Regions from separate parts of the Zea mays genome. Here regions 1 and 3 are each linked to region 2. Evidence: chromatin contacts called from public Hi-C data. All regions are on one chromosome and are shown on one strand. Each heading gives the region's core, a stretch centred on a gene start, on an enhancer-like site or on the middle of the called end of the contact. The rest is flanking DNA. Distances are from core to core; before and after follow the strand shown.

Evidence for each region. A called contact is a pair of places that touch in the nucleus more often than the background predicts.
Region 1: a contact with region 2 is called in a Hi-C map of ear, with 2.2 times the contacts expected there. The contact joins the promoter of LOC100273998 here to the promoter of LOC100275583 in region 2. A contact is called at or near these places in 2 of 25 Hi-C or Micro-C datasets (ear and leaf).
Region 3: a contact with region 2 is called in a Hi-C map of tassel, with 1.7 times the contacts expected there. The contact joins the promoter of LOC542350 here to the promoter of LOC100275583 in region 2. A contact is called at or near these places in 2 of 25 Hi-C or Micro-C datasets (bundle sheath and tassel).

Annotation. Positions count from the first base shown.
Region 1 is chr9:137,167,317-137,171,229 of Zm-B73-REFERENCE-NAM-5.0, reverse strand. LOC100273998 reads left to right here and starts at 1,561. Exons shown (of 6, transcript NM_001365807.1): 1 at 1,561-1,887; 2 at 3,088-3,913. The coding sequence starts at 1,694.
Region 2 is chr9:137,503,577-137,507,345 of Zm-B73-REFERENCE-NAM-5.0, reverse strand. It overlaps LOC100275583, which reads left to right and starts at 2,242. Exons shown (of 3, transcript NM_001149634.2): 1 at 2,242-2,339; 2 at 2,835-3,123; 3 at 3,212-3,769. The coding sequence starts at 3,009.
Region 3 is chr9:137,003,219-137,006,873 of Zm-B73-REFERENCE-NAM-5.0, reverse strand. LOC542350 (vacuolar sorting receptor homolog 1) reads left to right here and starts at 1,982. Exons shown (of 12, transcript NM_001305862.1): 1 at 1,982-2,725. The coding sequence starts at 2,419.

The DNA of each region.
Region 1 (3,913 bases), core at 312-2,811, 340 kb after region 2:
AAGTCCCTATAAATCAAACACCATTTAAATAAAAGTATAATATTTGTTCTTATCATTTTAATATCTGATATATAGACTATATTTATTTTAATATTAAATTTTATTTTTATGGGTATGTATCTAACATGGTCTCGTGTGGTTTTTCACGATCCATCTATGATCTACGGTATAACGGTCCATTGGTAGATGAGAAGTGGGGAAATAAAACAAATCTACGTGATTCGCACGTGATGCACGACACACGAAACTTGTGCCTTAAAGGAGTATAAACTATAGACTTCGTAAGGGCGTGTACAACCCCATTCAATCATTAGGTGGTCTCTTGAGGGGTATTTAGAGGGTTAATTGAAAAAAAAACACAGAGACAAACTCTTTATATGATTCTTCGTACATATTGTCTATTAACTTTATTTATAATTTCGGGGCTCAGGATTGTGTGCCTGTTTGTTTCGGCTTTTCACAGCTTCTGGCCACCAAAAGCTGCTACGGACTGCCAAACACTCAGCTTTTCAGCCAACTTCTATAAAATTCGTTTGGATAAAAAATATTCAAAATCAACATAAACATATAATCGGTTGAGTCGTCGCAATAGTAGTAATCCATCACTTTATAAATCCTGAGCCCCATGGACAACTTTATCTTCCTCCGCACGTAATCCTAATGATACTTAAATTCTCTACACAGCCAGATTCTCCCCATAGCTAGATTCTCGAAAAAGCTGGTCAGAAAAAAGCTGAACCAAATAGACCCTGTATCATGCAGTTTTTTGTTGTCTCTTGTATTTAGAAAATTGTCCACTGCCTCATAGTTGTGCATGCCCTAAAGATTAACCTAAGTATAAAGTTAGATGAATTATGAAGCACAAGTTGTAACTTTAATCATCATTAGCTGTATAGTATACTGGATTGGGGATGACAATTGGGAATTTCCCGTCAGAGAATAGCCCCCATCTCCATCCCCGCAATAAATTTTTTTTCTGCCGGAATCCTCACAAACGTTTACGGTGACATTTCTTCTCCATTCCTATTCCCGGCGGGATAAATCCCCAAAGGGGATCCCGTCCCCGCTTAAATTATAATTAAGACATATATCATTTGTTTTTAATGCAAAACATAGTAACTTATACAAATTGTCATATATAAGAAATCATTTTGTGTACATCAAAATAAACACATTTGTACGATGAATGATCTTATGACAAAATAATTATTTATTTTTATTATTAACTATTACACGAAAACATCATCACGTACAAATTTAATAGGTCACTGTGGGAAACGGAGACGAGGAATGCTTCTCGTTCCTGTTTACCTATTAGGGGAACTGAGGAAGAGTTTTTCCGATTTACATTCTCGTGGGATAAAAAATTTACCTATTCCTGTCTTCTAATAGAGGAATTTCCTGCATCTCTATAATCGATGATGTTGACTGTTCCTAATCCTAAGTAGAGGTATTGTCCTTTTTTAAAGGATGTACACGTCGTACTACGTAGAATTTCTCTGGTCCAGTGAACTCGCTATCGTTAACGGACAACGCAAGCGATGTTGATGCCTGGTCACACTACATCAACCTTAACCATCCTGCACCGGCTGGCAGCAAGACGAGCCCCCTCTCCTTCCGGTTCCACTTCCATCCATCCGCTGCCGCCGACTAGCAGACGGCTACGGCGGCGCCCGCACGCACCCTCGCGACGATGCGGCGAGCCACACTCTCGCTCGCGCTCGGGCTCTCCCTCATCGCCCTCCTCGCTGCCCGGGGCGCCGACGCCTCAATCCACGAGTACGCCGGCGGCGGCTTCGCGCCGCGGGCCAACTCCTTCTTCTTCCACGGCGGGAGCGAGGGTCTCTACGCATCCGACCTCTTATCCAACTCCTCATCCTTCATCAGGTAGGCGCTCGCCACCGCATCCGCCCGGTCCTCACTTCCTCGGCTCGCCTCGCCCGTAGGGTCTTGCGGACCTCGTACGTATCGAGAGGGTGCTGGTGTGCAGGATCATATGAGAGTGTTGAATGCGGCGCATTTCGTTGATCAACGAGCTAGTTCCGGGGCAATGGTGTGTACGACAAGAGGATTTGGTTGGGACGGCAGGAACTTCTGAACAAGTTGCGTCTTGGGTGTTTGCCCCGATTTTTAGGGCCCTTGCTGTTTCTTTTGATATTATGCGTTGGATCAAGTGGAAATTCTTGTAATTTTGTGCTCGGGTAGACTGATCTATTGACTTAGTTGGAACAGCTGATAAAAGGCAGTTATTGTTTTATGTGAGTCGTGATCAAGTGTATGTCGCAGTCAGTTTTATTGCGTTGGTTCAGCTCTAGTTTTGTTTGCCCAGCAGCATGTGATGAGGCTGGGATTTTACAGTAGGTCCTAAAAGTTGATTATGTCCTTTTAGTCGGTTGTGATCCACTATGTTGCAGGCAGCTTGAAGCCTTGACTACCTACCTTTTTTTGCTGTTAGTTCTTAATTTGCATCCTGAGTGTTTGCCATTCCTAGGTTTCTTGCTGCTGCTTTTTTTGGATATTATATATGTGAGAAATGAAGCCATTTGTTTTACAATTTGGTTTCATGTAGGATGATCTGTTGATTGGTTTGGATACAGCTGCTAAAAGAAAGTTACTGTTCTATCTGAATCAGTGCGTTTGACCACCTTGCATAGTTCAGTTTCTTTGTTTTGGCTGCCGTGTTATGACTTATGGGGTTGGAATCAGGGAGCATTACTGCATCTTTGCACTGCACCAAGCTCCAATAAGGGGATACAAACAATCACTGTTTGGATGGTGTGTATCCTTTGTTTATCAAATTTTAGTATGATTGTCATGCTCTGATGACATGAACATGTGAAAGACAGTAAAGTTGGCTTAGGTTCTGTATGGCACATGCCATGTCACTGTTATTACTGTGCAGAGCAGTGTAGTGGTGGACATTAGGTCAACTGTTTTGGAGCATCCATGTCATTAGGCATTTTGTTCACAAACAATTTCATGGTAAACTGCATGGGTTAACAGCAAAGTATCATGTCAATAAAAATTACATGGTCAGATGTCTTTTAAATCTTTACTTTTCTGTGATCTAATGGACTAATCTTTCAGGTTTGACTCCATTGTATTTCGTCGCACCCTGGAGTCAGCGTCTAGGCATGAGGAGATGCAGCAAAAGACAGGATTGGTGGAGGCTATAATTGTTGAGATACAGGACAGGGACAAAATTGGAGGTTCATATCTACACTCTGATGCAATATGCTGCACGCCTGAGCTTGATAAAGAGAAATCTTGTAGAGTAGGAGAGGTGATCATACGTCCAAATCCTGAGAACCCTGACTGGCCTAAGAGGATCCAGACATTCTTTGATGGTAAAAATGAAGAAACCACTATGGTAACTCAAATTGTATCAATAAACAAAACAGGGATGTATTACCTCTATTTTATGTTCTGTGATCCTCAACTTAAGGGATTGAAGGTTACAGGAAGAACTGTTTGGAGAAATCCACAGGGTTACCTCCCTGGTAAAATGGCTCCAATGATGACATTTTATGGTGTCATGTCACTTGCATATCTTGCACTTGGACTTCTATGGTTCATTCAGTTCGTGCGATGCTGGAAGGACATTTTGCAGCTGCATTACCATATAACAACTGTTATTGCTCTTGGCATGTGTGAAATGGCTTTCTGGTATTTTGAGTATGCTAACTTTAATTCAACTGGAACCAGACCTATAGGCATTACCTTGTGGGCAGTTACGTTTACAGCTGTGAAGAAGACTGTTTCTCGTTTTCTTCTATTAGTAGTTTCGATGGGCTATGGTGTTGTTCTACCCACATTGGGTGGCATAACATCAAGAGTTGCTGCTCTTGGTTTCATATATTTTGTTGCTTCAGAAGCTCTTGAACTAGTTGAAAATCTGGGAAATATCAATGAC
Region 2 (3,769 bases), core at 993-3,492:
TAAGTTTCTTTTTTATCTTTAATATTGTATTCTTATTTTCGTTTTAATTATATTTATTTATTTATCTTATTTTCAAATTTAATCTACCTAATTATTTTATTTTTGGATACTCTTGCTTTATTTTATTTTATTGTTTTCCTTTCTTCTATTTTTCTTTAGATTTTCTTATTTTCATTTTATTTCTATTTTTCCCTTTTGATTTGTTACAATTAATTATTTGCCTTTTCTCTTTTTACAATTATGAGAGCGGGCGAACCCTAAACCCTTCGAGGCCTAAAGCCTTCATGGGAATAAGGGATTTGATGTGACTTAAGTCAGTTAAGTGTAACCTTGTCATAAGACATAAGGACATGTTTGGGCTCTGAGGCCTGACGGCAGTATGGATTCTATTTCCAGGTCTACGCCTCACATGCAGAGGCGTGGTGATAAGTCCATAATGTTAGCTTATCAAATAAGTGTGTGATGGACTGTCATGGTCTCTTCGTGGGTGATGGGCTGGTGGTCTGCCTAGGCTGATTTTGAGTGCGATCGAGAACGTGGACGGAGCCAGAGCGCGAAAATTGTGCTCGGCGACGCGCTTCGTGCCGACCTTTGTTTAGCTTCTGGTCCCTACGGGTTTTGTGGCACTGGCACTAGTACAGCGACCAAGCAGCTTAGCCGTCACTGTCGCAGTGTGAACCCGGTGCGGTTTTTTCCCGTTCGACATCGAGGGGACCTGAGCCGATGAATGCCTCGCCTCGTGTACCTTGACCCCCACCGGATTCCGCCGGCCAATTGATGGCACCACCGGCCGGCAGCTCGCCCGCCCAATCCAGTTTCTGCCGGCGTCCAGCAAAGGATCGCCATCGTCTGCTCAAAGCGAAGGCGATCAGTCGAGTCGAGCAGATGCAATTGTCGCCGATTAAATGCGCGTGGATGGATACACGACAGCGGCGGTGCTGGTGCCCAGCCAAGTTGCGCAGCCGCGACAGGCCACGGGATCGCGCACGCGGGGGCCCCGCACCGCACGTGGGAAGGCGTGAGGCCTCCCTCCCTGTGACATGGACGAGGACGAGAACGATCAGCTGCACTGGTAAACTGGAAGCGGCAGCTGCTGCACTGGTATATCGACGTATCGTCGCTTCTCCAGATCCGGTAACGACGACACGTACTACAGCGTAGAGCAAGTCTAGTCTAGGCCATCATTGCCTCGTGAAGTCGCCCCTATGTTATGCGTTTGACTAAAGCAAGACCTACTGCTGCTTGGCAGACTTGAAATGAGCAAGGAGGAGGAGAGAACTTCTAGAGGGGAGTACTGGCATCTCCATTCTCCAATCAGTATTCAACTGGCTGTAAAACTGCACGGCACGGGACCACCAACCACCCTCGCCACTCGCCGGCGCTCAGGCTATCCGCAGCCGTTACCCCTAAATTTTTTTCCCCTATATCACTTTTTCCCCCTATTTTCTCCCTTATTTTTTCATCTCCCGCAGCGGTTCCCCCTAAATACTCCCCCTATACCCCACTACCACTATAAAATATCATTTTTTATACCAACTATCAATTTTTTATCTACTAACAATTACTCGTGGACCCACAGCACAGTGTTTAGGGTGGTGAACAGTGACACGCTAAATCTGGGGGGAGAGAGAAGGGGACCGACACGTAGGGGGCGCTGTAGGGGGCACCGCTGCGGCTATAGTGTGCCCCCTACGCGCCGCATGCAAGGGGAGGGGGCTGCGTAGGGGGTTGCGCTGCGGTTAGTCTCAGCAGCAACCGGAGACCACGGGTGCAGTCAGAGCGCCGGGCGGATGGATGAGACGGGGTGGCGCCCGCACGACGCGGCTCGGTCTCGTGCAGTGCAAGAACAGAGAAGTCGTCACTCGTCAGGTCAACACAGCCCCGGCCAGCCAGTCAGTCAGCCCATGCATGCTTTCCCCTGTTGTTTTACCACGCATACGTTTGACCACGGACCCGGACGCCGGCACCCTCGCGCTCTCCCTCTCCATCGTCCGTCCCCATCCCCACTCCGCAGCTCCCGTTCACACCGCTGATAGAGCGTTGCAGAGCTTGCTTGCTTGTACTAGTCAACCTCGCCGCGGGAACGGAGACTTGGTGGTGTGTGTGTTTTTTTATACCATATGGCAGTGGCCGCCCGGTCGTTTCTGCTGCCCCTTGCGAAGCGAGCGCGCCATAACTTCCAAGAACTGGGGTTCGAGTGGGGCGGAGGTTGCAACAAGAGGAAGGAGACGACGACGACGCGGCCGCCTCGGCTCGGAGGAGAAGGAGACACGATCACACGAGGCGTAGGCGACGAGGAGGAAGCGTCCACCAGGGGACGACGGGACCCTGTGCGAAAGGTGACTTCTTGGCTGCCTTCTCCCTCTCCCTCCCTCTACCTGCCTTTTTCGACCGGGGTTCTTCTCACGTCACGGGTAGCTTGATTCAGTTGCTGAATCGAGCTTCGACATGGGAGTTTGCGCCGCAAGCGTTAGTTCTATAGTTGTTCTCTGAAAGTGGTGGTCTTTTTGCTGTATCTGTGAGACGGTACCAAAATCAAAACTGCTTTTGGTTGAAGCAGAACGGTCTGTGGGAGGCTGAGTTCTGCGGGGGGGAAAGCTGAAGATAAATTGGTGGCCTCATGATTCACGAACAAGCCATAGGCGTTAGGGTAATCAGTAGCCTTTGACGACTGGATTGAGAGATTTTCTTATCCTTCTTGGCCAGCACCCAGCAGTTAGTCTTAATTGCTTTGTCAACGAAGATCAAATTCCCATGCTTAAGTCCAACCCAGACCGCTAGCCTGCTCTGTTGGTGAGATTCTGACCGCCGTTTCCTCTTGCATATATTTGCAGTTTTACAGGCTGACAGCTGCGGCCGTCTTCTGCTATTGCTGTCTGAAGCTCTGAACTTTGAAAGACAACTCTTCTCAGCCTCAGCGGCTTGGTGCTGAACTGCTGACTGCAGGTAACCGCGGCCCCGCCTGGGATTTCTGAGCTGTGGGTGATGTTCTGGTACTCTCTTGGTTGATGGCGAACGCGGAAGGTTTTCGGCTCGTGAGATGCCCAAACTGTCTCAACGTTCTCCCAGAACCGCACAACGTTACAGTCTACAGGTGCGGCGGATGCGGCACCACCCTTCGAGGTAACTTCGTTCGGTTGTTCGCTGAGAAAGAAAGTCTACCGTTCGTTTGCTCGTAGTTTCTGAAGTGTCCCTCCGTACGCTTTTGCAGCTAAAATCTGTGCCAGCGGTGGCCGACATGCGTCTGCAAAACAAGCTCGCCAGGACTCCGACAGTTATTCGGTCGCTACAGCCGTGAGCAATGGCAATGGGGCGCCTCCCCAAATCAAAGACCAAGGCTCAGAGAGCTCCTTCGGTGCTGATGCTCCAAGCACCGAGCATGGCAGCAACGGGGCAGGGAGCGGCGAAAATGGTGGTGGCATACTGGCTGTGCAGAACGCTGTGGTGGTGGCTCACGACGCTGAGAACAAGGAAAACCACACCGTGGAACAGCCTACGGAGAATTCAGAGACTTGCCGAGCAGTAAGTGGACATGATGATGATACAGAACGCCGCTTGAACGCCTCTGAGATCAAAACGGTTCCTTCTGAGATGAGCAAGGCAGCCGTCAGTGCGCAAGATCCCGAGCAGAAGGAAGAAGGCGGAGGCGAACATGCAGCAAACAAGAAGGGGTATCTTGTGAGGGTACTGTCTCGGTCCTGTGATCTTCGATCGTCACGAGACTCGACTGATTTCCAATCTGCACGGACTTCTCTCCAGTCGAAAAGCT
Region 3 (3,655 bases), core at 733-3,232, 500 kb after region 2:
TTTTGTGTGCTTCGTGGTGTTTACTAGTCATCACCGAGAACATCTAGCCTCATAAGAACTATCATTATGACTAGCAACACCAACATAAAAATTCATAGCACTTGCAAAATAATTATTAGAATTATAAGATATATTTACAAGTTGTACTTATACCTCGGGCTAATTATAGTAGTATTATGGTGCAACACCTTGGTACTCCATGAACATGATCGTCTTGCTAAAATTTTGAGTGATAGGAGAAACGCGTTACAAAACCACAAACAAGATCATAAGTTGTCAAAACCAGATGCGATCAAACTTTTGGGCTAGATGTGATGGTAATGGCAACCACATGAAGATAAATCAAAGAGATTCAGCTATAAAGTAGAGCTAAAACGGTCTTCCCAAACAAAGTAGCCAAAAAGTGTGTTCACGCAAAGATCGATCATACACTAACTCTGACTAAATTGCCCGAGCTACCATAGATCAAAGAACACATGAGGTAACCAACATAATTTTACGGCGAAGAGCGGCGAGGTTCACAAGCAAATCAGCAAAAGATAGTTATCACATTTATGTGGCCAAGAACAACTAGTTCTCGAGCAAACTAGCAGAGGAACCGTCGAAGCTCTCATACGAAAGGGACCTTGTCAAGGCAAGGACATCGATGGATAGCTATAGGTCCATCAACAAGACTAGGGCGTCGAATCAAACGATAAACAACATGAGGTTGAAATAGATTAGAGCAAAATGAGGAATATATGTAAAAAGAGCGATTGGATGCTAGCTTACTCAATCGGATATGATCATCCAATATATATACATACATAGAGATAGAAAGAGGGAGTAATCTTATCTATTAGAAAACCTTTCCAAGACGTATTTTTCAAGTTTTTCCATGAGTTTAAAACAGTTCATATCGGAATCCAAAAGGTCAGATCCAAACATGGTCTTTTTTTATATTTGTCGAAAGTTCGGACGTCCATCGCAACTTTTGAACTCCGTTAGGACTTCGGGCATGGGAATGATCCTAGACATTGAAATAGGTTTTTGAAAAAAAATGGATATGGGTCAGAATTTTTTATGTTGGAGTATCTTTTCGAGAGCGTAACTCATTTATTTAGACTCTAAATCGTATATATATTTCGACCATCTCAACAAGCGACTCTGAATGGTGAGACTCAGTTCATATTTTAATAATAACCTCACAAAATGTTTTTTTTTACAAAATGACCAATTTTGTCACCGTATATTGCTGTCTGGGCAAATGCACGATGCTTATCTGTTTCCTTGTGGGGGTAGAGGCAGATGACAAGGCGATGAGCATTTATCCGGTCCGGCATCACAGAATGGACCACGGAGATTGCAAGATGCAATAACTGAAAGTGGACCATGAATCTGCGTCTCATTGACGGATACTCCGATAGCGACCGATTCTGATTATTGGAAAGTAAATTCAGAACGGTAGGTCCTGATGACTCGATGTGGATGGGCTTGTTGTATCATTATTGAACTCCAGAAGAAGTTTTACTTCCCCGTGAAGCAAAGCTGATCGATGTAAATTACTCCGGCAGCAGTAGTAGTCCTCTTGTCTTTGGCTGCCCGTCTGTCTTGGTTGACTCTCAGTTTCACGATTTCATCCTAGACGTGCACAATAAATAAACTTGCATAAACAATTCAAAGTGCCCTGTGAATGACTCGGTTAATTTTCCTTGGGCAGTTGAGCACTTGAGCATGAGCTGAAGGGCACAAGAACGTTGACAAGCTCGAATCTCGAAGCTGTAGATTCAAGAAAACCGAACCCAACCAACCGCCAGCCTTGACCCACGCGACGCGATCCCCGAGCTCACGCCGTGGCAGCGCATGCATGCACGAGGGTCCAAGTCATCGCCGGCGCCCTGGCCCACCCATCGCCCATCCAACGGCCGCCCGCGTCGCGACGGACACTGTCAGCTTCCGATCCGCGTGTGGTGTGGTTCTGGTCGTTCGGGTGACTTGTTTGGCAGGGCTCTACTTGGACGGGGTGAGGAGAGGCGAGGAGAGCAGAGCAGGCAGCCGACGACTTCCCCACGCGGAGGCGTTGCTTCCCGGTCGTCCAACGCCTGGCATCCCTTCCTTCTCCTCACCCAGCAGCAGCCGGTCGGCCTCGGCTAGATCTCGCCGGCCGCCTCCAATTGGTTGTCCACTGTGGCCGGGCCGAGGGGTACTTATCTATAGGCCCGCAGATCTGCGCCTGCGCCCGTGGGAATCTCCGCACCTCGCTATCCGTCTCTTGGATAGATCGATCTTCCGTCGCTGGTTCCCCTTCGCCCCACACGAGTACTTCCAAGGAACTGGAACTTCCAGCCGGCACGGGGATTCGAGCTTCTGCTCTATCAGCAACTCCACTGGGCGCTGAGGGTCTGTAGCAGAGCGGTGCGATCGGGGCAGAAGGGAGCCATGATGAGGGGGCAGGCGTGGCTGGCGCTGCTGGTCGTGGTGGCGCTGGCCTTGGCGGACGCGGCGGCGGGGAGGTTCGTGGTGGAGAAGAACAGCCTCGAGGTGACCTCCCCCGACGAGCTCAAGGGCAAGTACGAGTGCGCCATCGGCAACTTCGGGGTGCCGCAGTACGGGGGCACCCTGCACGGATGGGTCGAGTACCCCAAGTCCAACCGGAAGGCGTGCCAGAGCTTCGACCAGTTCGACATCTCGTTCAAGCCCAAGCAGGCTGGGGGACGACCCATCTTCGTCCTCGTCGACCGCGGAGGTGACCTTGGCTCTGTCTGTCCTGCCCCTTTTTTTTTTCTGGTCCGGGCTGTTGTTGCTCCATTCAAAGTTGCGCGCGATAGTTATTTTTGGAAACCTATTTTTCTGTTGTCCACATGTTCTTTGGAAATTGGTTGCTCAAATTAGTGAACCGCATTAGGGAGGGTGGTCTTTTATCGTGTTTCGTTCAATCTAGCTCTACTTCCTATTATTAATTACTGTTCAGTTACGAACTGCTAGCCTCCTGGCTCCTACATTCCTAAAAGGAAGAGTAAAGATTATTAATAATAGATCTTTGTAGACAATTTCTCAGCCCAACTTATATAGTAGGCAGATTAATAGATGTCCACTCATCTCTGACAAAGTTCTTGGTTCTTGTGCTTAAACCAATGGGAAGCTTATAGCCCGTTTCCGCTCTCTCTCATCTCCTCTCCCCTTCACGCATCCACCTAAACATACTCTTGATTATACTTGCCCCTACTATGAGGTGTGTTCTTTGAATTTTCTATTTCGGGCTTCCATTCCCTTGAAATTGAATGCAGCCTACCCTTTTTTCTAAGAAAATGCTTCCATTCCCTTGAAACAGCTGTTGTTGTGATCATGCAGTTATATCTCTGGTCGAGGATTATTTTTGTATTTGTCAAGCAGTTTATTAAAATAAAACTATAGTGGAATACAGAGCTGAGATGATGTAAACTTCATAAGTTCTTAAAACGAGTTAAGAATATTTTGCAGTTCAATTTGAATGAGATGATACTACAAATATTTGACTTAATTAGCTATGACTATATTTATGGTATATTTCGTTAGTGAAAATTTTGAAGTGATGCTTATTGTGCACGATCACCAATTGTCAGTACAATACCTAAATTCTACCTGTTTATCCACATACGGTGATCAGTTGAAATTATTTGAACATTGGTTTTGCTTA